2 separate regions of the Capsicum annuum genome follow, and region 2 is linked to region 1. A link is a contact called in public Hi-C data. All regions are on one chromosome and are shown on one strand. The core of a region is the stretch at or near the end of the contact, and the rest is flanking DNA. Distances in the headings are between cores, read along the strand shown. Region 1 holds the start of LOC107847474 (coilin). Region 2 holds the start of LOC107847769 (protein PECTIC ARABINOGALACTAN SYNTHESIS-RELATED).

What was found. A called contact is a pair of places that touch in the nucleus more often than the background predicts.
Region 2: a Hi-C map of leaf shows a contact between it and region 1, with 9 times the contacts expected there. The contact joins the promoter of LOC107847769 here to the promoter of LOC107847474 in region 1. A contact is called at or near these places in 2 of 5 Hi-C or Micro-C datasets (leaf and pericarp).

What each region holds. Positions count from the first base shown.
Region 1 is chr11:107,413,808-107,416,913 of UCD10Xv1.1, forward strand. LOC107847474 (coilin) reads right to left here and starts at 1,583. Exons shown (of 16, transcript XM_016691745.2): 1 at 1,165-1,583. The coding sequence starts at 1,356.
Region 2 is chr11:107,542,594-107,545,699 of UCD10Xv1.1, forward strand. LOC107847769 (protein PECTIC ARABINOGALACTAN SYNTHESIS-RELATED) reads left to right here and starts at 1,596. Exons shown (of 11, transcript XM_016692250.2): 1 at 1,596-2,160; 2 at 3,074-3,106. The coding sequence starts at 1,831.

The DNA of each region.
Region 1 (3,106 bases), core at 333-2,832:
AATCAGCATGAAAAAACTCAAAAACCCAACAACCAAAAACTTCATTTTTCTTTTTTAAAAAAAAAAAAAAAAAACTTAGGGAACATGCAGAGACGGAAAGAAAAGGAAGGAATCCGTTACAGACACCAACAAGATCGAAAACCTGTGATTGGCAATACTAAAGCAAACAAAAGCAGTAAACAACTCAAGAATGGAAGAGAACATAAAAAAAGATTCAGTTTTTTTTTGACTTAAAGCACATGCAAGAAAAGTATAAAAGAGAGGAAGGGAGTTACAGAGACACCCACAACATAGAATCCGAAAATAATAAGCTAGAAGCAATGATTGAAGGAGACAAAAGTGGTAATCAACAGGAGAAAAACAATCTCCACAATGGAAGAAAACCCACAAAATTAATAATCTAGAAAGCAACATTTTGAAAATAAATGTTACCTTGTTCAAAAAAAAAACATTTTGAAACAAACTCAAGCAGTAAGCAACAGAAATTTTTTCAAGAACGGAACAAAACATTAACTAGACCCAACTTTAAAAAAAAAAAAAAATACTTAAAACACATGCAGGGATAGTATAAAAGAGAGGAAGAGAGTTGGAGAGACACCCACAACATGGAACCCGACAATGATAAGTTAGAAGCCACAATTGAAAGAAACTAAAAGGGGTAATCAACAGGAGAAAAACAAAGGCCAGAATGCAAGAAAACCCACAAAATTAATAAGCTAGAAAGCAACAATTGAAGCAAATTAAAGCAGCAAACAACAGAAAATTTTTCAAGAATGGAAGAAAACATAAAAAAGATGAGCTATAGGCCACACTATCGCAAACAGAAAACAGTAAACAACTCAAAAATGGAAGGAAACATAAAAAATATTCAAATTTTTTTTCTAACTTAAAGCACCTGCAGAGATAATAAAAAAGACAAGGAGGGAGTTACAGAGACATCCACAACATGGAATCCAAAAATGATAAGCCAGAAGCAACAATTGAAATGCAATGCTCAAAGAAGAAACCCCACAACATCAGATACAAAATTGATAAGATAGAAGCAACAATGAAAGAAAACTAAAAATCAGCAAACAACAGAAAATTTTCAAGAATGGAAACAAAACATAAAAAAGATACAATTTATAAAACGTAAGACTTGCAGAAATAGGAAAAGGAGGTTACAAAGAGGAGGATTCCGTGAGGACAAGAATGATGAAGGTGAAAAGTGTGAAGAAGATAAGAAGAAAGATCAGAAACAGTTTTATGCTGTTGGGGTTTCAGAAGAAGCCAAGTTTGTCCAAAACCCTCAGATTTCTGTAAGTCACTCAGAATGTCAGGGTCTTTGAACGACAATCGAAGCCTAACGCCCTCCATTGCTCATTAAATACGAAGAATCCGGTTTTGGGGTGCTTTGCAGATGAAGAAGTAACACCCTTTCACTTCCCTTTTTAAGTAGCTAAACCCTGGTAGCTTCCGGCATAAACCTCACTAATTTGCCCAACCTCTGTTTCACCTTTTCTTTCCTTTGTCCCAACTACCAAGGTGGGGTGGCTCTTTGGAGTAGTATTTTTCGTATCCCTTTGGCCATGACAATTTCTTCATTTTTTTTTATAAAAGAAGATTGTTTCGTCTCAAATAGAACTTAAATTTGACGTGGGAAAAGACATCGTTTTCATCTTAAGCTATATAAAAAAATTTTAAGTCATATCTATACTATCTAAATGACATATTACACATTTAAATTATTTAAAAATGATATTTTTTATTCATAAATCTGACGTGAAAAAAATATAATTATTTAAATTAAAAAAGGTGTGTCTAAATAAAAAAATAATTAAAAATTAAAAATTTCCCTCCCCCACCCCCAAATATCTTCTTTTTCATCACCCCTATCCCAAACATCTTCTTCTTCATCACCCCATCCCAAAAATCCAACCTCACCCCAACCAACACATCTTCTTCATCACCCTCACCCACAAATAAGCAATTTCTTCACACCCCATCCCCATCTTCATCGAAATATCTTCTTCTTCGTCACCCCCACACTAACCAACACATCTTTTTCATCACCCCCACCTCCCCAAATAAGCAATTTCTTCACACCTCATCCTCCACCTTCATTAAATCAATGTCAATTTCACCATGAACAAAATCAAATTGAATTTGCTATTTAAACGGGCAAATTTTGAAAATTTTTATCACACTTCATCAAATACTTGACGAAAATGCCTTCTAATCCTACTGAATTTTGTATAATTGATTTCTAAAATTATCTACTGAATAATAAATTATGTCACTGGGAGCATTTTGATTTTCAATGCCTTTCCAATCCCACTGAGAGCATTTTGATTTTCAATTTTCAACTTTTTGCTTCTCTCTTGAATTTTTTTCTTTATTTACTAACTTCTTTGGTGTTCACCTGTGCCAATTGATCTTTTTGGCTTTGATTTTCTTGTTTTAATCCCTACTTTTCTCTTTTGTGAGTGTGTGTTGTTAATTCATCCAAAAAATGGAGGTTTTGGTGTGTGCATATGTTTAAAAAGAAAAAAGAAAAATTATGAAAATATTAATTTTTTTATTTTTTTCATATTATGTTCACGTGGCAGGCGCATGTGCAACACCACAGCACATGCAAGTGGTATAATGCTTTACAAGGTGTAAAAAATATCACTTTTATATAGTTTAGGTGTGTAATGGATCACTTAGATAGTTTAGATGTGACTTTGACTTTTCTTATATAGTTTAGGGTGGAACGATGTCTTTTCCCATTTGATGTTTGATCATGATAATTTGAAAAAGTAAGAAAGAAAAAAAGAAAAAAGAAAAATATATATATATATATTCATTTTTTTTTTTATTTTTTTCTCTCACAAAAATGCAAAAACAACTGCAATTATATTCATGAATAAACACAATTTTAACTTCAATTTCAACTTCAACTTCAAAAAAAAAAAAAATTCATGGTTAAACGCCACTTGAAATTTTAAGAATATGTTTGAAATATTTTTTTTTTTAAAAAAGTCCAAGATGACCATTTATTGAAAAACAAAAAAATCTGTACAAACCAAAAAGGGTTCAGGCCAATAATGGCTTACACCCAAAATTAAAATTAGAAAAAATTAAC
Region 2 (3,106 bases), core at 346-2,845, 130 kb after region 1:
TTTGAGATATTTTAATTGTACATCAAAAATAAATTATTTGAGAAAAGAAAAGTTAAACAAATATGTATAAATTTATATTTCAATGGTTTACAAAGTGCTCAATGTTAATGACATTTTTCATATTCAATGGAATCGAACTCTAAATCGCATAATTTTTTGTACCAAGAATATTGAAGTATACGTGCAATGTACGTTTTCATTGTTTTTCACCTTTTAACTCCAATTATTATTTGATTAACGAAGTCCAAAAATATATGGTAAAAGCAAATATTTAGAGAATTAGTATTGATGAATTTTCTTTTTTCTTTTATGAATAAAAGAGTCCTAAAAAAAAATCTAAAATATATGATAAGAGAATAAGAGAAAATACTGGTGAACAAAGAAGGTTATATGTTTTTCTACATGTAACTTAACTATTACATGAATTGTTTATTTTAAAATTTACCTATATGTAACACTAAATAAAATATTTTGTGCAGTAAAACAAATTTAGGAGTCCTTATTTAATTATTGTATGTCTATAACCAAGTAGTGTTAAAAGTCTTTATAATTTAATTTTTTCTTTAAAAAAATGAAGAAAACAAAAGAATAACTCAAGAAGATTAGAAGGGGACTAACTGTATAGCTTATTTATAGTATTTAATTTCAATGCTTCCATTATTTTATTTTGACTTGACCATCTTTTGGTGCTTTAAGTGTGGCAGTAAAAGACATACAATTTATACTTTTAAACCAGTATATATACTTTCTTCGTTCTTAAATACTTATCAAATTTTATTTGAGATATTATTTAAGTAAAATTTTAATTAGAGAATGATTTAGCTAAATTATTTTTATTTATTAATTATTTTAATTTAATATACTATTTGTCCATTTTGCATCATGTTATTAACTTTTCATATTTATGACGAATGACAAGGATGGAAATAAACAACTAATGGCATCTTAATTTTCTAAAATGACAAGTATATCACTATTCTTTTAGTTGTCATGATAAGGCTACGCACAATTATTAAGAAGCATTAGTTAGGAGTGTAATTTAATATATAAACCTTTTATTAATCTTTAATTATTTATGTGTCTATTAATTCTAGATTAATTAATGCTAAAGATAAAATTAAAAATAAATAATTAATTCTCTCTTGATTTTTAAAATTATTAGTATTTTGACTATTTTTCAGTATACATTGCAACTAAAACAGAATAAGAAGAGTATTGCGAAATGTGAACCTTTTGTTTAGCATGGAAGACAATATTTATGAGCGGAAGGAGTATTAAACAACATGAAGATCATTAACAAATATTAATTGACAAAAAGGTAATTATTCTTTTTTATTCATATTGTAGTTTATGTTATACTTTTTCTTAAAAAGATATGCACATAACAATTTAATTTTTATATGTATTTATTATTATTAATGTTATATGCACGTAAATTAAACTAGTTGAATGAAATCCTCATATTCTTTTTTGAGGTTGAAAAGAACAATACAAAGAGAACTTTTCTGCAACATTTCCATATTAAAGGGGTTAGCTCTCACATTTTAAAACATGAGGGGCTATAAGTAAAACATTTACCCGTCAAATTGTACTCTTTCTAAGAAGGTAAGTCAAGAGATCACCGATCCGGAAACTAAACACACTTTCTCTCTCTCTCTCTCTCTCTCACACACACACACACACACAGACACACACAGACACACACAGAGTGACTGAACAGAAATAGCCGTTGCCGGAACCGAAATTCTAGAACATTCTCAGTTACTCTTTCAACGTTAACTTTTCGCCGGTTCCCGGCGAATCAAACTGGCGTTCAGTCCGAGACGAGCAATGGCGGAGCTACGCCACTCAAGCTCGATCGGAAACCGAGTAACAGCTTCACCTAGAAAGCGAGACGCCGACGGTTCGTCATCTCCTTTGGTTCCTGATAGTGTTATTTCTAACGTTGACGGTGACGATGACGATGCCGGTTATCGTGGCCGGTATCATCGAGATCGAGTTCGTTCGTTTTTCTCTTCGCATCTTCAACCTCTTTTCCCCTTCTTATTCCCTGATGAATCGAGGTTGTCTCATCCTTACAAGCTCAAGATCTCGCTTTTTCTGCTTGTTGTTATTATACTTTCATTAGTCGTCGCGATTTCCTCCGTTGTTCATCGTTTGGTAAGAATTAATCGTTTTATCCTCTCAAAATGTATATTACATCTCAATTTGTTCGCTGGTAGTTTTTTCTCTCTCTAGTTTATCTACGATTCTGCAGTTCTAATTACTTTCTTCGTTTTGCTTGTATGATTTTGAGTTGGCACGGACTTTAAGAAAGTTAAAGAAGATTTTTGAATCTATTGAGTCAAGGCGGATTCTTTAAGTGTTTGGTGTAGGCATCTATGTACCAAAATGCCTTTTAACCTTGTGGTCTGAAACATGTCATGTGGAAAGTTTTTTAACCTTGTGGTCTGAAACATGTCATGTGGAAAGTTTGAAATTAAAGAGTTGTTAGAAAGGAAAGTGACAAAAGTTAGAAAAACAAATTGAAATAGGAGGGAGTAGTTTGAAGATGGTATCAACTAGTTGAGATTAAAGCTTAGATGTTTCTGGTATGCTCTCAAGGTTGGGGTAGGAAAAAGTGTGGGGTTTTGGGGAAGGTGTATTTTAGGTGAACACGTGATTTGCCTTGAATGATAAATTATCTGCCAAGGATGGAATGAATGAGTCTGAGTAGAAGGGAACGAAACATAGGATTCTTATAGCTACTTCAACTAGTTGAGTGATTGGTCAATTTGAAGCGACTAGAAGTAATTTAGAAAATGCTTTTGATAACTTTGGTCAAGTCAGGACCTTGACTTCTGTATAATGCTTACTAGAGAAGATGTGCATCCACTAGAGATAAATACAGGAAGTCCTTTTGATGAATATTGGTCAAGTTATGACCTTAACTCCGTAATATGTGCTACATTGCCCTTTTGATTTGGTTAAACAAACTATTATTGCAAGAATGTGTAATGTATTTCTCTATCTGATTATTTGACTCTTGCAATTTCAAGTTTAAAACACTGTTTACGTTTCGTTTTCTCTGTAGAATGCTCCATATTTGTGCAAAAAGGATGGTATA